Linked DNA regions of Mus musculus: regions 1, 2, 4 and 5 are each linked to region 3. Evidence: chromatin contacts called from public Hi-C, HiChIP or PLAC-seq and Micro-C data. All regions are on one chromosome and are shown on one strand. Each heading gives the region's core, a stretch centred on a gene start, on an enhancer-like site or on the middle of the called end of the contact. The rest is flanking DNA. Distances are from core to core; before and after follow the strand shown.

What was found. Hi-C and Micro-C count contacts between places; a contact is called where the count stands out from the background. HiChIP or PLAC-seq counts read pairs in DNA pulled down with a chosen protein or histone mark.
Region 1: a contact with region 3 is called in a Hi-C map of muscle stem cells, with 3 times the contacts expected there. The contact joins the enhancer-like site here to the promoter of Dmrt2 in region 3. A contact is called at or near these places in 3 of 39 promoter capture datasets (frontonasal cranial neural crest, hippocampal neurons and neural stem cells), 1 of 484 Hi-C or Micro-C datasets (muscle stem cells) and 1 of 115 datasets of contacts at active chromatin or transcription factors (forebrain).
Region 2: a Micro-C map of embryonic stem cells shows a contact between it and region 3, with 2.5 times the contacts expected there. The contact joins the promoter of Kank1 here to the promoter of Dmrt2 in region 3. A contact is called at or near these places in 2 of 39 promoter capture datasets (hippocampal neurons and pre-B cells), 2 of 484 Hi-C or Micro-C datasets (both in embryonic stem cells) and 1 of 115 datasets of contacts at active chromatin or transcription factors (stem cell-derived neural progenitor cells).
Region 4: an H3K27ac HiChIP or PLAC-seq map of embryonic stem cells shows a contact between it and region 3, with 10 times the contacts expected there. The contact joins the enhancer-like site here to the promoter of Dmrt2 in region 3. A contact is called at or near these places in 4 of 39 promoter capture datasets (cranial neural crest, embryonic stem cells and hippocampal neurons), 4 of 115 datasets of contacts at active chromatin or transcription factors (embryonic midbrain, embryonic stem cells, forebrain and 1 more) and 1 of 9 other capture datasets (embryonic stem cells).
Region 5: a contact with region 3 is called in an H3K4me3 HiChIP or PLAC-seq map of stem cell-derived neural progenitor cells, with 18 read pairs. The contact joins the promoter of 1700048O14Rik here to the promoter of Dmrt2 in region 3. A contact is called at or near these places in 12 of 39 promoter capture datasets (the 3T3-L1 cell line, cranial neural crest, embryonic stem cells and 6 more), 10 of 484 Hi-C or Micro-C datasets (cranial neural crest, embryonic fibroblasts, embryonic stem cells and 3 more), 7 of 115 datasets of contacts at active chromatin or transcription factors (craniofacial prominence, embryonic stem cells, forebrain and 1 more) and 1 of 9 other capture datasets (pancreatic islet).

What each region holds. Positions count from the first base shown.
Region 1 is chr19:26,087,818-26,092,851 of GRCm38.p6, forward strand. No RefSeq gene overlaps it. Among named protein-coding and RNA genes, the nearest start is that of 1700048O14Rik, 44 kb to the left of the region's middle. Within about 2 kb of position 3,769, at least 7 of the 459 cell types and tissues checked have an H3K27ac peak or open chromatin away from gene starts, as enhancers often do. A contact at or near this core is called in muscle stem cells, where this site is marked.
Region 2 is chr19:25,235,548-25,240,735 of GRCm38.p6, forward strand. It overlaps Kank1 (KN motif and ankyrin repeat domains 1), which reads left to right and starts at 1,428. Exons shown (of 14, transcript NM_181404.6): 1 at 1,428-1,770.
Region 3 is chr19:25,670,460-25,676,151 of GRCm38.p6, forward strand. Dmrt2 (doublesex and mab-3 related transcription factor 2) reads left to right here and starts at 1,952. Exons shown (of 4, transcript NM_145831.3): 1 at 1,952-2,299; 2 at 2,957-3,517; 3 at 5,092-5,194. The coding sequence starts at 2,993. 2610016A17Rik (RIKEN cDNA 2610016A17 gene) reads right to left here and starts at 1,780. Exons shown (of 2, transcript NR_045347.1): 1 at 1,619-1,780; 2 at 675-986.
Region 4 is chr19:26,139,406-26,145,216 of GRCm38.p6, forward strand. No RefSeq gene overlaps it. Among named protein-coding and RNA genes, the nearest start is that of 1700048O14Rik, 96 kb to the left of the region's middle. Within about 2 kb of position 1,511, at least 7 of the 459 cell types and tissues checked have an H3K27ac peak or open chromatin away from gene starts, as enhancers often do. A contact at or near this core is called in embryonic stem cells, where this site is marked.
Region 5 is chr19:26,044,640-26,049,801 of GRCm38.p6, forward strand. 1700048O14Rik (RIKEN cDNA 1700048O14 gene) reads right to left here and starts at 1,808. Exons shown (of 4, transcript NR_166756.1): 1 at 1,729-1,808.

The sequences.
Region 1 (5,034 bases), core at 2,519-5,018, 420 kb after region 3:
GGCCTCTGATGATTGCACTTCCATGGAGCTTATCAGGGCCTCTTACTAAACTGAAAGTAACTGTAGTGACTAAATACAAAGTTCTATGGCTTTATATAAAATAACCTCTTGTGTGAGCCACCTCCTACAATGAGCTCAACTCTAAAACCAGTCATTTGTCTTCCAAAGATGACTGTGATGGGTTTACTGGGAAACTGAACACCAGGCTACAGTTTAGTCCACTTCTAAGAAACATTAAAATTTGCCACCATGTACCTTTTGTTTCTTTTGTCCAGAATTTTTTTTAACTTAGTGCTTGCCCAAGACTGTGTTGTTAATTTATTTCACATGATATGCCTAACTTTCTATAGCTAAGCCTGATGAAAAATGTTCTTCTTCTTTTTTTTTTTTTGTAATTTGGAAGGATTTATTTACTTTCCTTACAGAAAACCTTTTATGGACCGTTCTGATAGGTCTCAGTGGAACATACTCCTGTGATGTAGTCCTTTATGCTGCTTCCCAGTCACTGGTTAAGCTCTCTAGAAGCCCCAGACTTCTTGTGGGCCTCTTGATTGCACTCTGAACCCCAAGGATATGTAACAAATAAATTTCTTCTGTTTATGTGTTTGACTTCTCCTTTCTGTTACGCCCTACCTCACCCACATGTAGAGAAATGGACTTTCTTCTAGCTTTAGGCTCTGCTGGTGGGGAGCTGTCTTGAGTAGTCTTAAGGAGAAACTTTACAATGGTTGTCACCTACAGAAAGATAAGACTTGGGTTAGGACGATGGACATTGAGAGCTGATAATGGCATGGCAATATCCAGCCCTGTTAATCTTCAACGAAAAACACAGGGAGAAGAAAAGAATCCAGAGTTAATTACAAGTGAAATATTGACAAGAAGAAAGAGCAGGACATAGGATTCACAATAGGCATTTATGGGTAAGATTTTGTTTTGTTTTGCTTTGTTTTTTTGAGACAGGGTTTCTCTGTATAGCCCTGGCCATCCTGGAACTCACTTTGTAGACCAGGCTGGCTTCGAACTCAGAAATCCACCTGCCTCTGCCTCCCAAGTGCTGGGATCAAAGGTGTGCGCCACCACCGCCCAGCGGGTAAGATTTTCTTTAAAAATTTTAAATAGTCTATGCTCATAAAAGATATTGTTCCGTGAATCTCTTGTGATGTTTTTCTTATTGGTTTGGAGTCACCTTAGTAACCTGAGCAGAAGTCTTAACTGTGTTTTCTCCAACAGTTTGTATGGAATCTGCATTATTTCATTTTCAAATTGTCTGCAGAATTTTCTAGTGAAGCTGTACACATTTAAAATTCCCTTCTGTGTGTGTAAAAAGTATGAATTCAGTTCTTATAATAGAAAAAAGGCTGTTCAGGACACCTGTATCTTCTCCACTGAGTTTTGATACTGCATTTTATTAGAGGAATCTGTCAAATCCATCGAGCTATTACTTATTTTTAATTGTTTAGAATCTTTCCTTATTAAAAATTTTGACATTCATAGGCTATGTTGATATGTCTCCATTCTCATTCTTTTTAAAAAATCTGTATTCTTATCATTTATTACTTGTGTGAGGGTAAGGCACATGCCACAGTTCACGTGTGGAGAACATTTCCATTTTCTTACATTCCCTTTTCTTACAGCTATTTTTTCCAATAATTATATTTCTACCCACATCATGACCTTCAGCTATATCAATAATATTGCTGCTTTAAATAGACATCTTTTTTAGGAGACTAAAACAAGCAAAGTATGCTTCATGGCTATTGACGAAATTTACTATTTTCTGAGTAGTTATGCCTTTATGAAGAATCAAATACCCATCTGGTGTCTCCGACTCATGCCTAAAGAATCCAGTCTTTAGGTGAGCCCAATTCAGCTCAGTTATGAAGGAAAATATCTTTGTTTTTTATCTTTGACTTTGGAAAGTTTTCTTTGAGTATAGAATGCCAGGCTCATAGTTATTCTTAAAAAGACCATTTTTTTTCTCACGACATGATTTATATCTAATGGATCATCTTTCCATATTTGGTCGAATTAAAGATTTTGATTTTAAATTTTGAGTTATAATCAACCTTGCTGAGGATTTTGTTTTCTTGGGGACTCATCGGCTGTTCTGGCTCTGTATATTTGTGGTTTTCTTCAGTTTCACAAATTTCTGTCAGCGTGTTTTCTTGTCCACCTCTAACTCCTTCAGGGGCTCTAAGTCTACATGTATCGCTCAGTGTGTGATGGTGCCCCACAGAACAGTGGTGTTCTGCTCATCACCACAGCCCACTCATGTGTATTCCTGTGCATACATTATTATTTAATTTTGTAATAATTTCCTTTGTGATGTCTAATTTTGGTTTTAATTTCATCTAAAAAAGAGCCTTTTCTGTTGTTTTATGTCTTTCATTTTTATTTTATCACTAAGCCCAATCCAGTCATTTATATCATTCTTCATTTGTTTTATGGTTTTTCCTGGTTTTGGATCCTATTTTCCAGTTTGAGGGGTTTTTTTTTTTGTTGTTGTTGTTGTTTTGTTTTTTTCCAAGATTGGTTAATTTCTGCTTAGATAAATGCAACCCGAATTCTGCATTTTCTGATGCTGTTATCTTTTTACTGTTTCTTTAAACATTTCTGGGACCTGTTTGGAGTCCAGTCACCCAGCATTAGTTTGATCCATTTGAAACTTGCTTTTGTCCCTAGTCATAGCAGTTCAGGAAAGCCTTCAGCCTGCTGCAAACTTGCTCTATTTCCAAGGGTTCATCTGATAAGCCCTATTACTGAGGACTCACCTGCCCAGGACTTTCTGCTTGCTCTGTGTGCTAAGACATGTTTCTTGTAGGGAAATAGGAGTCAAAGTAGCTGATGAGTCTCCTGTGAACTTCTGTTTATCAAGTAGTGCTTATTTGTTGTTTAAGCTTAACCTAATCACATTCATACGATAGACTCAAATCGAGGAACATGAATCACTAAACAGATTTAGTTTGTATTCTTTAAGTTGTTAGGTTTGTTTGCTAGGTGTGTCAGTGCACACCTGTAAGCTCATAACTTAAATGGCTGAGGTAAGACTGTGTGTTTGAGCCTAGGCTGGGCTACATTGAGTCAGAGGCTACCTCAGGCTACATGACAAGGCCCTGTCTTACAAGACAATAATGGGTGGCATGAAATACTTAGAGAAATTGAGTGAAGGTTCAGATGAAAAGATGTCAAAGATACAGGATGACTACATACAAGCTGGAATATATCTGGTATTAATGAGTTGGGGCAGAGTTGATGGGATCAAATGATAGTAATGTAGTAGGATTGGGTTTCCAGATATTGATTCTGCTACTGTAGTGTTCCTGACTTTTAGGGCACATAAGCTGGGCTGTTCATGGTTAATTGATTGTCATGTGTGCAACTTTAATAAGTTTAAAAAGAAACATACACGTATGCACACATGCACATGGAAAAACGTGCACACACACACACACACACACACACTGAGCCAACAAATTATAATGGTAACTGAGCAAGATATGAATCATGTCTGACCCTGGCAGAAGAATATACAGAAGTTATTTATATCATCCTTGAGATGTAGCAAGTGGTGAGACAGCACCAACCCACCGGCTTGGGTATCATACTTCCAGGTGGCTATACCTGTTTAAGCTCTGAGAGAGCTGATGGCTCCCGGCTAAATAGAGAGATAGCAGAATGATTTCGTTCTCTGCTGGTAGCTTCCCCTCTCACAGTCAGCCATGACTCACTGTCAGCAGCTCTCTGGTGCCAGGATGACATGGGGGTAGCTTATCTTTGTCAGTCAACAAGCAAGTTTGCTACATGCCCACATGCCTGCATGCCACTCTCTATTATGTATGCCTGAAACTGACACCGAAAGAGAAGGCGCCTCAGAGATAGCACCCCCTTCTTCCTCGAGTCATTCATCATGAGTTTTAGCAGTAGAATGTTCCCAAGCTCTCGGTGCCGCCTCATGAAACCAGAGCTGACTTCTTGCTAAATTCCAGCATTAGACATGGTTCTGTTGTCACAGGGATTTTTTGTTTTCTGTTTGTTTAATAAAATTTTTCTCATGACTGTAACAATTTATTTGGGGAAGAGGTGGTAGAATTTAGGACATGGAGAGAAATGTAGATTTTCCTACTCCTTTATAGATGATCACTGGCTGTATTAATGGAGAAGAAAATGTCTTATGATGGTAGTGACCAAGTCAGTCAAGCAGAAACAATATGGGTAGTGTTACAGGAGAATGAAAACATTGTGATGGGGGTGTTTGTGTGCATTTGTGTATATATGTAGGGTGTGAGAGTAGAAAAATGAAATGCACGACAAGCCACACTAAGTCCTGCAAGTTTTGTTCACCTAGCTCTGGTTGTAGATGGCTCTACAGCCTCTGCAGTGTTTGCTTGTTATGGGAGAATGCAACTGAGCTCTGTGTCTGGCAGGGTGATTAATGGGGATGTTGCTGCTGCTACAGGGAGATGTGCTACTTCGTTCCACAGGTCCTCGATATCCGGCAGCACCTGCCTCATTGCAGGGAATGTTATCTCATAATTAGTAAATGGAGCTGCTTGGCATACCTCAGTGAGTGTCTGCGGTAAAGGGAGTGTTTAACAGGGCAGCAATCTGAGCTGTGAGAACAGTGCTGGAGATCATGATGTGGCCCCTTTAATCAATTTTGATATGGCTTGGGTCAGAATCACTGACCAGTAACTTCTGGAGATTGTCCCATGAAAATTGTCCTTTCTTCAGAAAAATCAGTGTCACTCTTAGGAATATGGGAACTAGTTCTGGGTGAGTTGAGAATTAATGCTTGTTAATGGTCAAAGAGCTGGCCCAACATGCACTTACTCTTTTGTGCTGCATCTTCCCTTCTGTAGCATCTCTTCCTGTTACAGTTAGTCTCATTCCAAATCTTATCTTAGTCTTAGGATTAGTTTCTGGAGGAACGGGGTTGAAGACAGGTGATAAACTAAGACCAAGATGAGTTAAGGATTCTTGTGTCAATAGACAAAAACTCTATAAGCATTATGCTGATTTATTGTATCTGTTGTA
Region 2 (5,188 bases), core at 178-2,677, 440 kb before region 3:
TTCTCAGGAATTATCCTGTATGAGTGGTGTCTCCCACACCATCTACTGAATCCAAGGACCCTCTTAACCCATGTAGAAACTGAGGTTCCCAGGAGGAGACCTTTTGCTCTGTTACCCATTGCCTTTTGCTTGTTCTAACAGTCTGGTCTAGGAGAAGGGGTGCTGTGTGTGTGTGTGTGTGTGTGTGTGTGTGTGTGTGTGTGTGTGTGTGTGTGGTGGAGTGGGCACGAAACAATCGAGACGATCAGAACCTTCAAATCTGTCTTTATGGTTGTTTTAGCAATACCCATTTTTCATATAGCTCAGCCTGGCCTGGAACTTGCTATTTAGCAAAGGATCCTCCTCGCTCCAGATTTTTTCTTCTTCTTCTTCTTCTTCTTCTTCTTCTTCTTCTTCTTCTTCTTCTTCTTCTTCTTCTTCTTCTTCTTCTTCTTCTTCTTCTTCTTCTTCCTCCTCCTCCTCCTCCTCCTCCTCTTCCTCCTCCTCTTCTCCCCACCCCCTTTCTTCTCTTTTTGGTTTTCTGTGTAGCCCTGGCTGTCTGGAACTCACTCTGTAAACCAGGCTGGCCTGGAACTCAGAGATCCGCCTGCCTCTGCCTCTCAAGTGCTGGGACCAAAGGCATGCAGCATCACTGCCCGGCTTCCAGGCTTCTGTTATGTTCCCCAGCAGTTATGTTGTTTTTGATCACTGGACTCTCTGTCTTTGGCCATCTTCTTGAAAGAGGACTTGTGCCTCAGTTCCCAACTCATCTCTTGTGGATCTACTGCCCTTTCTTCTGATGAAGCTTTTAGGGACAAGTGACTTCTTTCTTGTGCTCCACACCCTGTAGCCAGGCCTTGTCAGTTTGGACTCCAGACTCCTCACTCTGCTAGGAGTGCTGGAAGGAATGAATCTAGGTCCCTGCGGCTTGCTAGTTGGCTGGAACTTTCCATCGGCTCCAGAGCGGACTTGAAACCTCGAGTCTCCTACTCCATTCAGGTTCCCAAGCCAACGTCTTAACGGCGCCCGGTAACAGGCGCTATTAGGGTGCTACTCTGCTCCTGGCGCGCCCAGCTCCCAAGGTCGAAAACTTGCTCGCACCGAACCCCCTCCAGGGCGAATGGGAGGGTCGCTCGGGCGGGTAGGAACCAGTGGTGTGGAGGTGCGCCTAGGAGAGTCGCGGCGGCGCGCAGGCGCACTGGGCTCTCCACGGCCGGCTCTCGGGTACAAAGAGCGCGCGGTGCCTTGCGGACTTCTCGGTTAGAGCTGCAGCCGGTTTGTGTCCCTGCACTCGGTGGCTCCCGGCAGCCGCAAGTTACTCTTGCACGGCCACTGCAGGATTCTGCTCCGCGATCTAGTGTAACTGGGGTTTGAGTCTGGCGCTGCCCGAGGCCCCGCCCAGCGCTTCTCGGTCCCTCCCCGCGAGCCGCCCGCCCTGTGCCAGCTCCAGATTCGCGGCGCTGGAGGTGAGTAGTGGCAACGCTGCGCTCCTGTCCCCTGCAGGGACGATCTGGGGCGCCTGAACTCCGACTCTACCCTGAGCCAACAGGGTGCCCAGCCTCACACTCTTGGCGCGTGCTGGAGCGCACGGCGACACTGGCCCTGAGATTGCCCTGGGAAGGTCCGTGGGGTTGCCTTGGCTAGCAGTCGCCTGGGATCACCGCTGGCGCTCGAGGGGGCGGCGCCTCCCGACCTGGAGTGGGGCGCGCTGGTCCTTTGATACTAAGCCGTCCTTTCGGAGCCGGAGTGCAGTGCAGTGCAGTGCAGCGCCCTTTTCCGAGGCGTCCCAGGGTAAGATTGGTGTACCCTCTGGCAGTAGGAAGCGGCGATTAGTGCTCCTTTATCCCGGTCCCGGAGCGGCAGGTGGCCCTAGCTGGTGTTGCAGGGTCTGGGCGTGGGGGAGGGGTGGGTGCGGCCTTTAGGGGCCGCCCTAAGCTCCGGGACCTGCTTGAGTTCCTGAGGACCTGCAGTGTCAGGTCCAGCAGGACGGGTGGCAGCGTCCCGGGGCACACTTGGTCGCGCAGGTACGTGGGAAACCCCGCGCTCGGGAGCCGCGGAGCTGGTGAGTCTCATCCCCCCTCACCAGGTCCCTTTGCAACTTTCAAAGGCAACTTTTCGCGGGCGGTCCGGCCTGAGCTGACTCCGCGCGGCTGACCCGGCGCAGGCCTCGTTGTTCGCGTTGGCAATGTTCTGTGGCGTCCCCCAGCGCTTGTTTTCTGCACTTCTCTCCCGAGGTGCCTCTCCGTTCGTCTAATTAAAGTATGGAATCAGACCGAGAGCCCAAGACTAATCAGGAATGCCAATCCCCCGGATCAGTGACCTTGGTTGTCACCTGGGCTACTTGGGAACCAAAGCCTCCTTGCGTTAATTGCGAGTTTGTTAGAGTTGGCTTTTATGCGGTACTTAGTTATCTTGTTTCTCATTTCGTGCATCGCTCTCCAGTAAGTTGTTGGGCTCTTCAATGTTTAATCTATTTAAGTTTTATTTTAAAAGTTGGATGTAATACACATCAATATACTTTAAAATTCATGAGTCATTGGCTTTTCATATAATAATAAAATTATGCCATCAACAACGCTCCCACCTCTCCACAAAAACCATCTCCGGGACCGAGCGGCTGCTGTTTCTGTCTCTTCCCTCGGGTAAGAGGGATAGATAGATAGTGAGAAGACACGTAATCAACCTTCGGTTGTTTTACAGCTAAATTTTGGGAAAGTGCTGAGCAGGGCGGCTGCGGGAAAGTGTGTCAGTTGATTGGGGAGATTAAAAAGGGTGAGGATGGAGGAGTGTCTGTCTGCCCGTGCAGACATTCACTTAGCTGGGAATTCATTTAGCTTCCACGGGGGCCTTTGGTGATCTTTCTGAGCGAGGGTTGCCTCCTCCACAGGTCGTGCTAGTTGACTGAGTTACTATGGCAAAAGTGAGTTCTGGAGATGGGTGTGGGTTGGGGGTTGGGAGGAGGGGGTGGAATTGGGGGGAGCGACAGGAGACAAGGAAAGACTACAGAAATCAGAGCTTGCAAGTGCACAAAGGAGAGAGATTAAAGGGGGGGGGGAAAGACCCTTCAAGTTTAAAAGCAAGGATTGTTTTTAGTACTGGGGTTCCAACTCAGTCCTGCTAAATAAGTATTTTACCATTGGGCTCCACTCCCAGTGCCTAAAAGTACTTTTTAAAAAAATGTTGGGGAGTGGGGGGGAGGGTATGGGGGGCTTTTGGGATAGCATTGGAAATGTAAATGAGGAAAATACCTAATAAAAATATATATAAAAAAAAAGTCTAAAAAAAAATGTTGCCCAAACTGGCTACAAAGAAACTACAGGCATTGCTACATCAAAAACTAGGTTGATGATCTTATGTGTACTGGAGCTCAGGAGACATCTTTCTTGTTTGTTTGTTTGTTTGTTTGGTTTTGGTTTTTCGAGACAGGGTTTCTCTGTATAGCCCTGGCTGTCCTGGAACTAGGAGACATTTTTTACAAGGGAGGATGGAAGAGGAAGGGTCTAGATGGGGAGAAAGCCAAGGTTTGGGGAGACAATTCCTTTTAACGGCTGTGTAGTATTCCATTGTGAGACTGTACCACACTTAATTCATTTTAGGATGGGACTTTGAGTCCATGTATGTGCATACATGTCTATTGGGAATAGGAGCAAAGTTTAGGAGTTCTGAGCTAGTGTTTAGATTAGATGATACTGTCAAATAGATTTCCAAAGTAGTTTTTTCTTTTCTTCTTCTTCTTCTTCTTCTTCTTCTTCTTCTTCTTCTTCTTCTTCTTCTTCTTCTTTCCTTTTCTTTTCTTTTCTTTTTTTTTTTTTTAAGATTATACTGATATCAGCAGTGTGAATGCGCTTTATACTGGCCTTAAACTACAACAGGAGATTTAACAGTGGTGCCCTCTGCTAATATAAAATCACAATTCTAGTACTTTTATATTGCTTCTTAAACATATTTTAATAGTTTTGAAATATTGTTATTAAAATACCACCAAACCTGTGTGTGTGTGTATATATATATATATATTGATATATTGATATAGGATCTCATGTAGCCCAGGCTAGCCTCAGACTCACTGTCTAGCAGAGGATCGTCTTGAACTTCCAGGTGCTGGGATTGCAGAGCTGTGTCGGTCGCCATGGTTGGTGCAGGTTCTGGGATGATTCTGGGTGTGCCTTCAAGGGACCGTGATCATCCTGTCATTGGGAATGTTTATCCATGCTTTGGCATGGTGTGTGATGCTGCAGGAATCATCTTTGTGTGTAGCTTTCCTCTCATACTTGGTTGCTTTGTAGTTGAGACTTCTCCTTTGTGTGTCTCTGAATCCTTGTGGGTTACACTGCTCCCTGCAAAGCTGAGGAACCTCTGAACCGAGTACAGAATTGAGTAAAGACATCTTTCAGTTGGTAACAGTGACAGGGTCTCTTGTGGGTTGAAATGCTATTTCTGAAGATAATGGCCAGGGCGACCCTAATGTCTTCCTTTTAAATAGAGTAAGTGGCAATTTTATTGAGCAGTCACGTTCAGTTTTTCTTTGTGTGCTACTTTGTGGCAGAGGCTCTGAGCCAGGGGCCTTAGGAGATAAAAAGAAGGATCTTACTATAAAGTCGGGTTTTGTTGGTTTGTTTGCTTTGTCCAGAAAGAGTATGCAAAAATGTAAAGTTCAGCAACTTCTAGCTCGGGACTGAGGGTTATTTTATCTGTTTATGTTTGAGTTCTGAATCAGGTTCTTCCGTGGATGCTTAGGAGCAGTTTCTGAGAGCTGTCAGTCTTGGGCTGATCTTCAAGGGATCTTAGGGGAGCTGAGGGCCACTGAGCATCTCTAGGGGGCCTCCACAGTGGACAGGGACGTACTGTTGGTTTCCAGGACAGCAGAAGTGGTGTGCCATTCTTTACTCTTTTTCAGGAAGATTCCAAGTAACAGAGCCAACAGAAAGGCAGGGCAACACTTGGCTTTATAGGAAGAAAGCCTCCTGCACGTCACACTGTGGGGGCTCCTTTTGAAGACTTGGGGGGCTGGGATCCATGTGTGGCTGCTTGGTGTAGCTGGGGCTTGCAACTTCTTTTCTTCCCTCTCTTGGAATTCAGTGGAAATTTCCCTTATGGGAAAGCTTGTGAGTAAGGTGATAGCCTTTAACTTTGGTAAATAATAATTATATTTCTTTCTATGACATGCAGAGTTCTGGTGGAGGAACCCTGAGCTCCTAGCAAGGAGAAG
Region 3 (5,692 bases), core at 702-3,201:
ACTGCCTGTTTGCAAAGGTAGAAGACTGTCTCCTGTGTGTGTGTGTGTGTGTGTGTGTGTGTGTGTGTGTGTCTCGGTGTTGCTCTCGTGGAAGAAAACTCAGCATGATTTGACAAAAACAAAACAACACACAAAAGACCAGTGCCTAATCCTGTCATGGAGGCTCTAACCCTAACTCCAAGTGCTAACATCTGAAGGGTTGCAAGACAGCTAGGGAGCTACGAAAACAAAAACAAAGCAACCACAACAAGAACAACAAATAACCAAGAGGCCGTGGCAAACCAGCTGCGACCATTTCCGGCTGAGAGCCGAGGACTCCTCACTCTGTCCCTTCAGGGCAGAGGGCTATCCTGGTCCAAGGTTCTTGACCAGGTCCCCAGCTTTCCCGAAGGACAATGGGAATTTCAGGACTCCTCACTTTCATCACTGGAGAAAACGAAGGTTAGAAAACACGTTTCTACTGTAGTCAAGAACTTAAACGCACCCACCCAGGTTAGAAAAAAAATTAGGCGAGTTAAGTTAGATAAGGAAGACCACAAATGAGGAAACTAGGGGGTGCTGAGGAACCGGTACCAAGGATTAGTTCCCCCGCTGCCTCAGTGGGGAGCCTTGAAGCTAACAAGTCGCCCCTCAAGGCCCCCAGAGACACTGAAAGAAAAAAATCTACAGGAACATATAGAAAGTCATCTTTATACATTAACTGGATATTAGGAAGCGTTCAACCTCACAAGGGCCTGAGAATACCTGCGCTTCCGGCAGGGAGGCAGGCAGGCAGGCAGCTGGTCTTTGTTCTCACTTAGGCGAGCTTGGTTGACTTGGAATTTTCTGACAGGTTCGGATTAGAGGAAAAGAATCAGCTCCGAAATTTTCTCCCATCAACAGATATCCATCGCCACTGTAGCGCGTGCCCAGGAAATCGACAACCTGTTTTCTGATGTGTTTTCTAACCCGCTCTTCCTGCGGAGGGCTGGATCTTAAGGAGAACCCTTTAAAGAAGCATCGATGGGATTTTTAAATTTAGCTTAAGGTAATAGACTGTCGCGTTGCTTAAAGGACTTCTCTATTATTCGTGGGAAATTTGACTTTGTTTCAAACATTTTTGTGAAGGGTATTTTGAGAGAGAGAGAAAGAGAGAGAGAGAGAGAGAAGAAAGTTAGTTTTCTTGATAATCACTCATTCACACATGCTAAAAGGCTGCTACGTTTTAAAAGTTTTTGTATAAATGCTTGCTTAGATTGAATATTTTTTTGTATCTAAAATTGCTAATGGCGTGGTTTATTTCTATTTGCTCCCAGAATGGACTGTGCTATCCACTGATAACAGGAAACCGTAGATGGGCTGTAGTCGTTGCTGCCACCTGCCTCGCAAGCTCTATGGAAGTAAGGAACTGCTTTGCACCTCGGAGTTATCCACAAACTACAGATATTTGTAAGACATCTGGGCGCTGACCAGCAAGATAAACATGGACTTGTTCGTGCGGAGAGAAGGATGCCAGAGTGCCCACTTTAGAGTGGCCTCTTCTCTCGGCCCAACTGCCGGTCGATGGTTAAACACCGGAGATTATGATATCATCGATAGAAATCAACGCTAACCTTTCTGATCTCTACCCCTTAGTTACCTTCTCGAGAACAACGCGATGTATAAGAGTACGAGAATCAGCTTGTTCTCTAGTCGGCGAGATAAAAGGCGACTGCTCCGCCGCAACCACTGCCCACATTTTTAGGTTTAGCTTCTGGATCAGGGACCCGGCTGCAGCGAAGGCTGGCGGGTGGACTCCGGCGGCGCAGTAGCGCTAAAGGGAAGCTTCCACTGGGCTGAGGAGGAGGGCGCTCAGCCCTAGTGCTCCGGCCAATCGGCGTGCACACCGCCTGAAAACCAACCAATCAGAGGACGCAGAGCTCGGGGTGGGGGTGGGTGGTGGATAATACTAGGAAGGGGAGCTCAGGTCCCCGACTGCAGTGAGTGTCTCTGCGCCGAAAGCAAGCAGGGTGCGCCTGAGGCGGAGTCCTGGGTCCGGGCCGGACCTTTTCCGTCCTCTTTGGACCAGAAGTGGGAAGTGAAGTGAGGCGATCCAGGGTGCAGAGGACCGAACAGAACTTTGCAGAATTTGGAATGTACGGGGTGAGGTTGCTGAGGCCTTGACTCGCCTCCGGCCTCTGTCCCCCGGTCGCCATCCAGTGGGCTCCCGCCTCCTGCTCTCAGACCCAATTCTGTTTGCTCCCACTGCCTGCAGCTCCGGGGGACAGATCCTGAAGCTGGCTCTCTTTTAACTGGGTTGCTAGCCTGAGCCTGGTTCTTGGTGAGTGCTGTGTTGTCGCCGCTGCTCGGGAGCCAGGGAGGGCACGGGGCGTGACTCTTCACTACGGCTTCTTTCTGTTTCTGGTTGTCTTGCCTTAAAGATGAAAATCAAGTTCCCTCAACCTTGTGCGGCTCAAGCACTACTGATACCAGACCAGCTTCTTCAGCTTCATGGCTGTGTCCCCCACTCCCTGTGTGTGTCCTATATAGAGCATCGGTTTAGGGGAACCGGAGGGACGAGAAGACCTCTCTAGAGTCTTTGTGGTGGTGTAGGTCAATGAGAGACATTTGGAAAACGAGGTTTCAAGGTCCCTTGTAATAAAAGGAAAGATAGTTGTACCTTCGACATTTTTATATTTATCATGGCCATGTTAACTGGCTGTGGAAAAGCCTGACAAGTGGCTTAAACTGGCCAGTTAGTAAGGTCAGTGGGTGACTTGTCTGGAAAGGCAGACAGGACTCAGGTTAAAGGTCAGGTGCACAGACCACTTAGAATTAGTAAAATACAAGCTTCGTTGAACTGTGGATCTCGGGTGTGGCCTGTAGAAGAAAACTGAGTAATTCAAGGGGGAAAGCTGGCCTTGCAGAAATTCTGGGCCGAGTCTCAGAGAGGGTCCCTAATTGCGACGGGTCTTTAGGCCTTTTTCTGTCTCCCTAGCGCGCGGGCAACCGAGCCGAACGACAGTCTAGTGTCATGACGGAAGGGCAGGCAGTCCCGGGAGTCGGGGACTGGGAGATCGACGTGGAAAGCCTAGACCTGGAGGAAGATAGCTGTGGGACTCCACTGCGGGCCACGCCGCCGCAGGAACCCAGTCCGGCGGCGGCCGATGGGGAGGAGGACGAGGACGAAGAAGAGGAGGATGAAGATGTGGAGGACGAGGGTGACGGCGAGGAGCCCGGCGTGTCCTCGGAGGTGCCAGGCCGGCCAGAGCAGCCCGGGGGACTGGCACCCAGGCCACCGCCTGCTGCTCAGGCGCTGCCAGCCGCCGCCGCCGCCCCTGAGCGCGGTGCCACCGCCGGTGGCGGCGCAGAGCCGCGCAAACTGAGCCGCACACCCAAGTGCGCACGCTGCCGCAACCACGGCGTGGTATCCTGTCTCAAGGGCCACAAGCGATTCTGTCGCTGGCGGGACTGCCAGTGCGCCAACTGCCTGCTGGTGGTGGAGCGCCAGCGTGTCATGGCCGCCCAGGTGGCGCTCCGGAGGCAGCAGGCCACAGAGGTGGGTGCCGACAGGCTGGGGATAGGTCTCCAGGGTGCGCGCCCAGGCAGGATGAGGGAGTCCCTTACAGCAAGGAGCTGGGCTTCCACTCACACAACCCAGTGACCCTCGATCTCAGATCGCCTGGCAGGAGAGGTTCAGACACTGTCTCGCTAGCCTGCGGGGTTCCGGAGGGAAAGCCGTGGCCTTCGATGCAGAAAGTGCTGAAAAAGTCTCCTATTCAAAAAGCATTGAGAGGCAAAGGAATTAGGTCCATTTGGGACATCGCGGAAAAGTCAATAAAAATAAATATTTTCGGGTTTAGTTTTGCAGGTGGTTGGGGAGGGAGGAAGGTGGTTGACAGAGCGGTTGATGTCCAGTCAGGATGAAGCAGCACGCGGTGCTGTCACTGTGTGTCGCCCCACCTTGATACTTAGGCAGAACTTGATGCCCATTTTCCGGATGAGACCAATATGACAGCGGAGTTAAGGGCCCCTCAGTCCAAGGCTATTGACTATGTGACCTGCCAGAGAATGCTTAGAGGTCTTAGCAGTCCCCACGGTGCGGTGCGGTGCGGTGCGGTGCGGTGCGGTGCGGTGCGGTGCGGTGCGGTGCGGTGCGGTGCGGTGCGGTGCGGTGCGGTGCGGTGCGGTGCGGTTCTGTTGTGAGAAGTCAGGATTTCTCCTAGAGAGACTTTTGAACCCTGGAGTTTATACTTCCTCTTGTTGCTTTGGGGGAAGTGATGCAGGTTTCACAGAATCTCCTCTCAGACCTGAGGTTAGGCAAAATGTTGAATTCTTTGTTATCGTTATTCCTGTGATTGTTTGATTGTTTTCCCTGGCCGAGGTGGCCTTTAGGCAAGTGCTCTGCAATTGATCTTCTACCCGGGTTCCCCGGGAAAACTTTCGATTTGACTTCCCCTGCAGATAGGTGCTGGGAGGTAGTTAGGTCACCGAATATAGTGGGTGACTCCAAAGGGAACCTGCTCAAACTCACCAGACGGGCTTGGGGAACCTCAGATGGCCCTGGCTCTGGGTTCAACCTCTTTCCTAGATGGGCTAGTTGGGAGTAACCTGGCAGTGACCAGAGGACTCCCAGGCTGGTGTCCCTTAAGAGTTTTTTTTTCTGCCTTCACGTATACCACCTCCTCCAGAGAACTAGATAAATACAGAAGACCCCCCTCAAACTCTGGCACCCCATAGTGTCTACTCCACCTAGGGGAGAAACCACCCTGTATTTTTTTTTTTTTTTTTTTTTTTTTTTGGTCCTCAGAGGCAGTTAATATTCTGCCTAATGGGCATCAAGTTCTGCCTCAGTGTCAAGGTAGGGTGACAGCCTGGGCACTTTCACACTGAGGAGGCAACCATCCCCCCACCCAATCTTTCTAGGCTCTGTTCTTAAAGTCTCCTTGACTGTGGGTCTCACCTCCCTCTCTACACGTGTTCTCAGCTTCGTGAGATTAAGAGGCACTCCCGTTAATTATTTTGGAATGATTTTTTTCTCATAAGAGTTGGCAAAACAAATGCGTTAAAGGTTGGGGTGGTTTCAGAGGCTTTCTGGATGCTGCTCCTCACAGTTGTTTCTTGAATTTACAGGACAAGAAGGGGCTTTCTGGGAAACAGAACAATTTCGATCGGAAAGCAGTGTACCAGAGGCAAGTCAGGGCGCCGAGTTTGCTGGCCAAAAGCATTTTAGAAGGTAAATATAACTTCAAGTTGTCCTTTGGCTTTTAAAAACCGAGTTGAGAGATACTTAATATTTCCATGCATGATCTATATATTAGCCCAGGAAGGAGCAAATTTTCATTAGAAGTTTTCCTTGGGGCAAAAAACTCACAGAGATTTTGGCCACTAAGACAGTATTATCCTCCGCTGTTACACCTGGTGAAATTTACCCAAGTGTGAGCGACATAGAAAAATTCACTGTCAAGTGATCCTGGAACACCCCCCCCTCCCCCGCCCCCGCAACTCTCTTAGTTATTGAAGGAGTTTAATGGGCAGAGTAAACTAAGTAAGGTTATAGCTACTGTGACCAAGCGTCTCCTCTAGCCTCAGGTTTCACTCTTTAGCGTGCTTTTCCTCTTTGGAAGTTTAGCCGGTTGTTACCTCTCCACACTTCTACCTTATGGCTTCTGTCAGTCAAGGCTGCAGACTGGGAGAGGCTTTGGACCAAACAAGCAAACTGCTTGCTGCTAGT
Region 4 (5,811 bases), core at 261-2,760, 470 kb after region 3:
GCTCAGCCACTGTCACTGTCCGTAGAGTCCTATTTATACCCTACAAATCATGAGTCCCCCACAGAGTCTTCCCTCATCATATGCTTTACCACAGCACACATGTCTGTCTCAGCTGACATCACTCTGCCAATCAGCCAGAGTTTGTGGAAGTGGCGAGAAACTGCAGCTCACCACTAGAGAGTTTTTTGGCATGTTTCTAAGGAGTTCAGACAAATGTAGCTCAACTACAACGCAATGTAAGGCAGACTAATACATGTGTGTTGTTAGCGTAGAATCCTGCATCACATGTCCTTTCACTTGCTTGCTTAGCAGAACATCCTTTCTCTTGTGTCTGCTTCAACAAAATGTTGCTTCACGAGTCTGCCTTAGCTTTTCACCTGTGTCCACTTCAGGAAAACATCCTTCGTGTGTTTGCCCCAGCATAATACTATCCAACGCAACCGAGTTTCCAAAGAACCCTTAGCTTTCTACTTCAACTGCCCACCTTAACTAAGGAAACTAAGACCTACAGGGATATATAATGTCCCTAATTTCACAGATGGCCATATGACTTACTTGAGATAATAATGTGGCAAGAAAGCATCCTCACCACTTAGACAGTGTCTGTCAGCCTCGAGGAGGACATTTACGCAGAAGGGGTCAGCAGTAACCAAAAGGAACCTCCGTCAACCTAAACGGATGACTGGCTGCATGGAGGATGGTTGCTTTAGAAAGGCAACGTGGCAATTGTTTTTATTTTACGGTGTCCAAACTATGTGACAGAAACAGCTCAAGACTCTCAAGGGTTTCTGAGAGTCTCAGTTTCTCATGATGGGGAGGGCCTGAGAGACAGCTCTGCCAGCAGCCATCAGGGTGTGTAGCAAGACTGGTCACAAGGGGGCAAACAGGGTAGCAGAGAGTATGAGAGGTAGTCAATGGGTATGACCCTCAAAGGACTGCCCCATGGGGATAGGATGTTAAATCAAAGCTTGTCCAGTATGCACAAGCCTTGACCTCTATCTCCAGAAACACAAAAACCAAATGAATACAACTCAAAACGCCTGCTTGTAGTGCCAGACATACATTCATGTGCGACTCCACTCTCTAAAAGTTCCACAGCTTCATAAAATAATACCACCATCTGGAAAAGAAGCAATAGACAGTGTGTGTGTGGGGGTGGGGGGCATTTCCTATGCAAATCATAACAGATGACTATAACCCCAAGAATGGATGAGAAAGAATTAAGGGTTCTTGTGGAAGATTTCTGTATTTTTGCTGTTACTGTAATATAACCCAGCCTTTTCTTCTCCTTTTTTTTTCTTTTGAGTGGCTGTGCCCAGACTTTTGTTCTGATTAGCTGAATTCCTAAGCTACCTCCTCATTCAAACCTCACTTTACTCAGCCCGTTGACCTTGACACACCCTCTCGTGCCTTGCCTTTTTGTTTTGTTTAGTAAAAGGCTTAGATAGCTCATTCCTCTTCTATTACCTGTGCTTGCCACCTCCTCCAAGCTGAAAGGCTTGCTCAGTACCTCTACTGTACAATGGCCAGTCAGGTATGCATTTAGCTGTGCTGACATTACTGACAAAGTGCTATGCTACATCCTTGAATGTGGAGTACTTCCCATTCATGCTATGTTTTCTTGGTAAGGTTTCCTAGGTAATTGAAGCCACCAATTCTCCACCGAACCTTTCCTTTAGCCCTTTTCTCCATCACTTGTCTGGTTTTAATATCCGATTCTGGCATTCCTTGGAACTCTCTCTTATTTATATTTATCATCCTCTCAGCACACATGCCCAGGGCACTCCTGCTGGCAATTCGGCAGCACCATTGATAGTGACAGAACAGGCTCATCAACTTCCAAGACCCACTCAATATATATCTTGGATCTTTTAAGTGTTCTTTCTATTCCCATACTGTCAAAAGTGACAACAGTAAATCAGAAATGGATGCTTAATACCAGCATCCTGGACAGGGAAACAATAGAAAAAGTTCTTATCAATTAGAGTAAAATTTGGCTTCAGTTATATGTGACCTTGGCAATATCCTAAGATGTTCGTCAGAATTTCCACCCTAGTACACATGTTGTCATGATCCTTGCTCCTCAGATATGAAAGGGAACTGGAGAATGTGGAGGGATATTCCCTTCTCCACCACCATGGTTATGACCTGTTTTATAGCAAGACAGCCAGACACATTCTGTATGTCTTTCTAGCTGTGTACAGCATACACAGTACATGCTTATGTGTATATACATATGTGTATGTGCATGGAGGCCAGAGTTGACACTCAGTGTATTCCTCTATCACTCTCCCCATGACTCTTTAAAACAGGATCTCTCCCTGAACCTAACTGAACTGGTTGGCCAGTAAACCAGGGATCTGTCCCATCCTCAGCACTAGGGTCACGGACATGTCATGCAATGCGGGGTTTTTACACAGATGTTGAGGTTCTGGGCTTACATTCTTGTGTCCTTGTGCTTAGGGGACAGGTGCTTGGCTAACTGAGCCACTTCCCTCACCCTACCAATGTAGGTATAATTTTGGTTCCTACTGAGTTGACTTTCAGCTACTCAAGTGTGAGCATTTCTCTCTGCAGCCAGGCTGATGCCATTAGAGAAGACCTTAAAAGGAATGAGCAAGAGCAATAGCTGTTTTCCTGGTGATTTCAAAGAAAAGACCACATAGTCAATTACCCTCAAAGAGGACACATGGTGAGGACTGAAAGTGAATTTCAACTGATAGCCAAGAGGAAAAGGGGCCTCCGTCATATGACCACAAGGAGCTGGATTCTTCTTTTGTTGGATGAGACCGAAACTCTTGGCTCCAGGTAAGGCTACCTAGAGCTCAGCCCTTGCAGGTCACATGCAGCTGGTCTCAGAACTCAGGCCACACCCGAAACTTTTACCCTTAGAAATGAAAGCAAACAGCAATGCATTGCTGGAAGCCACACATAGTGTGGTGATCTGGTTTATAACAATAGAAGAAAAGTCGTAGAATGATGAATGTCAAATGGCAGACATTCGATCACTTGTTAGATTATGGTATAAACAGAAAACAGGGTTTAGTAAATAAGAGTGCAGTAAGAAGGGAAACCTATAAGCTGCTAAAACGGTAAAGAAATCTGAGAGTTGCCAGGGAAGAAAGACTCATACTGACCTTCAACAATGATCCCTCATATAGTTACATTAACATTGTTCATTTAGAAATTGTAATAATATTTCAATAGGTTTATGGATGCATATGCAACAGACTGCACATAACTGAGGAGTATCATTGGATCACCTTGACTTACATATGTAACAGGAAGTCATCAACAGTGGAAATTGTGAACATGTGTGTCTCACCCCAAAACGTGATTTGAGTCCCTTGAAATACCTATGTGACCTTACTCCTACAATGGGGAATGGCAATTGTGAAACTGGTAAAATAGATAAAGACTGTTAATTTTTTCAGCTTTTTCTGATTTCCCCCACACAGTATACATATAACAACCAACCTTCTTTACAGGTTGGTGATCCCAATAGAGAAAAATATAAAAAGGGGCAGGGAAAAATTCCTTCTTTTACGTTCAAACAAAAGGTTATTATTGCATCAGTTTGGGTGTCACAGGGTGTTTATGAATATGAGTTTTAGTATCTAGATATGCATTAACAGTCATGTGCAAACTGCTACCTAACTCATAATGCATGAATAAGGAAAATACAATGTTCTCATGTGTAACCAAGTCCAGGGATCAATTCCTCCAAACTTTTGCATATAACGTTATTTATATACATTGATTAGCATTTCTTCCATTTCTCTTTCAGATTATTTTTTATCTACTTCCTAAAAAAAAAAAAAAAGAAGAGAAAAAGAAAAGAAGAAGAAGTTAGTAGTTGAGGTCAACAGTGGTTTCTTTCTTTCTCTCCCCTGACTCTCTTTAAATTATTTGAATGTCTTTTCATTTCAGGAATATTAACTATATCCAAAGTTAACTAGATCTCCCTCCCACTTCTCTGTCTCTGTCTCTGTCCTCTCTGTGTGTTGCTATGTGTATGTGGTGTGTGTGCGCATGTGTGTTTGATGTGTGTTTGGTGTGTGCATAGTGTGTATGTGTGTGGTATGTGTGTAGTGTATGTGTGTGTAGTATATGCTTGTGTGGTGTGTTTGTATGTGTGTGTGTAAGGGGGTATATGACAGGTATTATCACCTTTAGTTTTTGAGTTCCTGGAAATCTAAGGTTCACAGAGAAAACAGAAACAAATCAAAGTTACATTTGGTGACCCTTATATCACCAAGATGAAAGTTGAGCAGGGAATTTTACACTGGACTCTTGCCCTTCGGTATACAGGTATGAACTTTTACAACTGTGTACCAGATAAACTTTTACAAAGTCTGCTTGCTGCCATAAACTCTCACCTTGGATACAGTGATATTTTTAGGACTGCTACTGATGGCTCCTGCTTTGCAGAGGCTCTGAAGGTTCCAAAGCACTTCATGTCTTTGTGTCTTCTGATGCTTTAGTATCGCTGGAAGCAGACAGGGCAAGTGTTTCTTTCCCTCTAAAGTCAGAGAATAAGTTCCTGCCCAGGTGAGGTGCAGACTGGCTCTCACACAGCCCAGGCAAGATGTGGGCCAGTTCTCTTGCCTCATTCCCTCAGGTTGGCTCATGCATGCCCTTGTTGTGCTACCCATGCCTGCAGAACCGAAGCTGCAGGATCTCCATGACACAGGGATATCACACAACAGGCTAAAATCTTGTATTGAAGCCACAGACCTTGAATCAGACCCATGACTCATTGTAATGAACCCTTACAAGTTAAGCTGTCTGAGCAAAAGGGTTTATAGTGCAACACACCAAAGCTATAGTGTGACACGCCAAAGCTTACACAAGACATTTTGTTTTGTTTTCCTATTTATTTGTTTATCTGTTTACCTGTTAATTTATCATTTTCTTTTGGGGGAGGTTCCAAGGGCAAAGGACAGATATGGAGGAACCAGGACTTGGAGGAATCAAGCAGGAAACGACCTGAAGGTCCCCTCCTGAGGACTAGCGCCAATGGTATCCGAAAATGCAGTAAAGCTGTCAGTAGGCCTAGGTTCATGTTCTTGATGAATATGTCTTTAAAAAATTTATTCTTTGGAAGTTTTGTACAGTTCATTTTGCTCATATACATCCCCTCCTCCATCTTCTTCCGGATCCTCCCCTGTATCCCTACTTTCTCATCTTCATTCTCTCTGTCTCTCTCTGCCTCTCTGTCTGTCTCTGTCTTTCTCTGTCTCTTTCTGTCTTTCTCTCTGTCTCTCTCTGCCTCTCTGTCTGTCTCTGTCTTTCTCTGTCTCTTTCTGTCTTTCTCTCTGTCTCTCTCTGCTTCTGTTTCTGTCTTTCTCTCTGTCTCTTTCTGTCTCTCTGTCTCTCTCTGCTTCTCTGTCTGTCTCTGTCTCTGTTTCTGTCTCTCTGTCCCTCTGTCTGTCTCTGTCTCTGTCTCTGTCTCTCTCTCTCTCCCTCTCTGTGTGTGTGTCTCCCCACAAAAGAAATCAAGTATGTCTTATGTTGAAAGATTACTCCTGGAGTGTGGTAGACACACCAGGTGCCAGTCCATTGAAGAAAGCAGTAATCCCAGCAGCAATCACAGGCAAATTGCTTCTCTGCGAGGGGCAGAACTTTCTATCCACCTCCCTTCCTCCATTCTGGGATTTTGTCTGGCTCTGTAGGTATTTCTTAATTAGCCACATCAAATACTAAGAAACAGGATATATAACTTTTGTCTTCTTTTGACACATTCTACTCTAAAGAATTCCCGGTATGCCATTTTTCAGTCTCTCACAAAATCAGCATGGTTACTTGAAA
Region 5 (5,162 bases), core at 558-3,057, 370 kb after region 3:
GTGTGGTCTGTATTACCATTAGCATTTTTCAGGTAACCAGTTGGCTAGAAATGCATTCTGGGGTCAGGCTATAGAATCAATAGCCCCAAACAAATTTCATTACTGTATTTGTAATTAATTTTGTTTGAGGGGGGAAGGTAACAAAGAAGGTGAACGCAGACTTGCATAGCGTTTTTGCTTTTGATTAGATTTGCATTTGACTTTATTTCTTAAGGACTTTTCAAATGATGGAACAAATCATTCTAATAATATGCTGTGTTGGTGATATGAATGCCATGCCAAAATGTAACTGTTAGTTAAAATGTGTTTAGTTTAAAAAACTATTCCTATCTGTTCATTTTTCAAACTGTGTAATTGTTAGAATAAAATCAGAGAGCACATGCGAGTATCTACCACAATGAAGCCCATATAATTAGTAGTTCACTATGTCTAGGTACCATAAAAGACATTGCTTTATATTTCTAATACAGGCAGGATCTCAGGAGAGGGCAGGCATTGTGCTCTTAACATGAAAACCTTTGATAAGATTTGGGTGACAGTGTCTGGCTATACAGGAAACTCTGGATGTCTGGTACAAATAAATGCACTGTGCTGAATTTGGAGGCCATGTATCTAAGGGCCTTTCTACCATAAGACCGTTCGTTCTTCAGAAACTGCTCCCACTTATGACCTTTGATGATGGAAAGGCCCAAGAAGCCCTGCTTATTCCATGACTCATTCTCGTGTTTATAGAAGACTTGATGAGGAATGGTCATATGACTGAAATTGGGTCAATCATTCCATTTCCCTAGGGGCTTAACTTTGAGCCAACTGAAGGGATGGCATATGCCAGTGTCTGTCTCCCCACCACCAAATACTCCAAGACAGGTGTCTAAGTGCAGCAGTGTGTTAAAGAGAAGATGTCAGTGAACATCAGTTGGGATGTGGTAAAGTGAGAAGGAAAGAAAAAGATAGCAACAAGACTCACCTACCTCATCAACAAAGGAACCATTTTGGAACACAGTTCTGTTACAGGGACTGGAATAGCCAGTGTGGAATGTGTGCTAAGTTATTCCAAGGAAGTTGAGGTATTTATTGGTCAACTGGGGATGGTTGTGGCCTAAGAGCAGTTCCCTGGAGAGGCTAATTCACATGTCCTTCTTGTGGACTAAGAAGACCAAAAGGCCAGGGATGCCACTGGGGAAAAGAGCCACAAGTGGTGGCAAGGCACACTGGGCTGCCTGTGTGGAATTCCTAAGGGTTGTGGAGGAATGAGGAGAGCACTACAGAGCCATTTATACAGAAGGCTAAGCATAAAGTTTTAGACCTTGTGTTAGCCAATGAGCAGGAGAAGGCTAGTCTCCAGGTAGAAGTAAAGAGTGTAATAAGCATATAGAGATTAAGAGAGAAGAGAGGAAGGCACACAGTTCTGAAAATGATGTAAGGACAGTCTGTCAGGGAGATGCTCCATTCTTGCCAGTCTCTGTTATGTTATACTTTTCTGTTAGTAGATGACATGAAAATATCTGACTGTCCCTTTTCATCTGGCTAACTTGATTATCAGTCACTCTTTTGATGTGACAGAATGTATTTTTCAAAAGTGGCCACCACAATATTTTCAGGCTGATATGTTTTTGTGACCTTATGGAGTTCACAGTCCGGGGTGGGCTTATTTACATTCTTTCTAGGAGTTTATAGCCTTTAGAACTACTTTTGAGGGAATATCATGGTGAAGGAGATACTGTATACCTTTAGTTTTTGCTGTTGTTGGTTGGTAGTGTCGAATTGAACCCAGGACCTTGTGCATTGTAGGCAAGTGCTCTTCCACTGACTCCAGGACCTGTTGTATGAGTTCTAAGGCTTAAGTCACAAGAGGCCTGGATTCTATCTGGCTCTCTTTCTTAGGATGCCTACCATTAGAATGTAGCCAACATGTTGTGAGAATGGTCTGCCTTCACAGAGAGCTCAATCATGGCAGAATTCCAGCTGAGGTCCTCACCAGCAGCTCATCAATTCCTACATGTGTGGATGACCCAACTTGGTCATTGTGACACCCATTAACCTGGGCTACTTGCTAACACTATGGGAAACCAAACCAAAACATTCCATCTAACTGGAGCCCATTTGCAGATCTGAAATAAAAACAAATCCTGTTTCTTCTTTCTTTTAAGTAAGTCTTAGGGTTGCCTGTTACACAGCCCTCAATCAACAAGTAACTAGAACGTAGGTAATATAACCATGCAGGTTTATATAATGCCTTGCCAGTGTTTTGGGGTAGCACCCGTGCATAGTTAGGTAGAACTCGTATATTAGCAGTTTAGGTTCTTTTCTCTCCTCTGAGCACATCAACACAATTTCAGTTCTCCAGGGGGATTTTTTTTTTTTGTAACCCTTCCTGGTTGGTAGCACTGAACCCAGATCAGCAAACTCTCACTCCACTTGGGAACACTCTATCATCTTCACTCTTTGCACACTGGTGAGAGAGACATACAGCAGGGTCTGCCATTGCTGTGCCAAAGTTCATCAGAGCTATGGTTTTTACAGGTTCAACTAATTAATTTCTGCCAAGATCTTGGGATCTGAGTGCCATCCGTCCTTTATGGATGAAAGGTCAGAAATTCAGGAGGTTCAAATCACTTGCTCAAGGTGGCAGAGTCAACTAACAGAATTGGAACTCCTAACTGTGTGATGGCCAACCCTCCATGCTCTTTTGTGGGGTCCTCATCTGGGTCTCCTGGCCTTCAAGGGACTTGACACTGCCACTCACTCTCACCCCATGTTGTGCCACATTTGTGGTCTCTCATCTAAAGGCAGGTTCATGATCAGCTGACTTTTATGCGGTGGTGGGAAAGTGTTTTCCGTTACATTGATATGGTACCACAACTCACACTTAGGCTTTTGGTTTACGAGAAAATACTTTGAGAGAATAAAATACTATAGCATGATAAATTGGTGTATTCTACATACACATGTATGTTGTGTGTACACACATATGTAATAATGTATATGTGTTCTATCAGTATAAATATAAGATTCTGCATATAGGTTATATATAAATTTGCTTGATATAAAATTATATACAATTTTATTCATGCCTATTATATGAAATACATACTTGTAACATATATAAGAGAACATACCATTTACCTGTGGCACTCTATTGTAATAAATAATATAGAGTTTCTATGTCATAAAATTATCATTATTCATTTCACCTATTCAACATTTATTGATTGTTTAATTTTCTTTTTCTTTCCTCTTCTTTCTAACTCTCTTTCTTTCCCTCCCTCATATTCCCTCTTTGTCTTTGTCTCTTGGAAATGTTACTCAGGTCCTTGTGCATGCTATGTAGGCATGAGATCACAAATCTACCTCTCCAGCCTGACTACTTGATTTTTAAACCTTGAACACTCTTGAACTAATAATAGCAACAACAAAAAGTCACAATGGCATATGGAGTTTACTATCTCTTTTTCCACCTCCCAAGAAAGTCAACATTGTACACATAAAGTTAACATTGGTGTATTACCATTACTGAAAATACACACCATATTTAAGTTTTATTCATTTTCAACTAATATCCCCCTTTCTGACCTAGGATCTAATCCACTATGGCACATTGCACTTGACCATTGAATTGTCTTAGTCTTGCATAGTATGTGACAGATTACATTTTTAGTCTTTCCGTGTTTTTGAACTTATGAAGCATACTGGACAGGCAGTTTTGAAGGATGAGTTTTAGTTGAGGTTGCCACTTGCACTTTCATGAGTAGAATGGGGTTATGGTTTCTCTGGAAGAAGAACCATAGAGGTAAAAACTTCCCAGCCTTCCCACAGCAGGACAGCCAGGGCACATGGCCTTGACAGGGCTCACCTCTGATGATGTTGACCTTGATGGCCTGGTTGAGTTACTACCAGGTTTCTTCTGAGCCTAATCACTGTCTTTGCTGTCTCATGTACTGTTGCTGTGAGTTACTAAGTTCAGCCTATTTTCCAGAAGAAAGTTCTACCTCCTAGAGAGAGGAGTAGGACAGACTGACCTTTTGTGGCAGTGGGGAAGTGTGTTACCATGGTGGAGTGATCTACAGATATGTGGGCATTGGAAGGCTTTGGGCTTACAGAAACACTCTTGGGCCTGAATCACCTATACTTTTGATTTCTTCATCATGGGATGTTGCGGATAACCCTGAGGCTAATTATATTTGATGTTAATTCTGTTCTCCTGTGAGTGGCTGTGAACAAGGAAGGAGTCAGCACTTAGGTGATTTCCTGTAAACCTGCTTCCCACCTTAATTTGTAAAATAAAGGAGAGCTGATGATTGGGCAGATAAAGGGAAAGTGGAGGAGGAAATTTGGGAGAGAGAAGAAGGAGAAAATGGAAGAGGGAGAGGATGCAGAGGAGGAGGAGGAAGAAGAAAAAAAGTGGAGCAGAAGCACATGGCCTGGAGAAACCACAAGTTCTAAGGGGTCTCATAGATGTGGAAGATGGCAGATTAGCAGATCTGCCCAATCTAAGCACACAGCATGTATTCATATTAACGGAGTCATGTTTTCATTGCCGGGGCATATTTGAGTTGGAGATTTACCTCAACAATGAGAAACATACACAGTAATATCCACTTTTGTTTGCTCTATGATCAAGCCAACATGTGCCTGTTGTAAACAGCCTCTTCTTGTTCCTCTAAGAAAGAGATCAGAATCACTTTTGCCTGTGAAGTTCTGAAATTTATAATGTTTCCTCATGGAGTATATGAAGTATTGTTATTATACTAATGTATGGAGAGTCCCTTTCCTCTGAAAGTCAGTATATCTTTTATATCTGTTAATATCTCTGAGAAGGTAGAAACTATTGTAAACACTGTACACTACAAACATTAAAACATCGAAGTATATTTAAACACATCGGGATGAATTCAATACAATGTACATTTATATGAACATATGAAATTCATCAGTATAAAATTATAAGTACTATAAATGTATATAGTAATAATCCTCATGTAAATACACATGTGTTGAGCAGTGTACATGTGTGTGTGTATGTGCATGCATGTGTATGTGTGTGTGCATGTGTATGTGTTTGTGTGTGTATGCATATATATACATATACATATATGTGTGTGTGTGTGTGTGTGTGTGCTTATGAATATATGTGTGCAAGGATGTATGTATAGAGGCCAGAG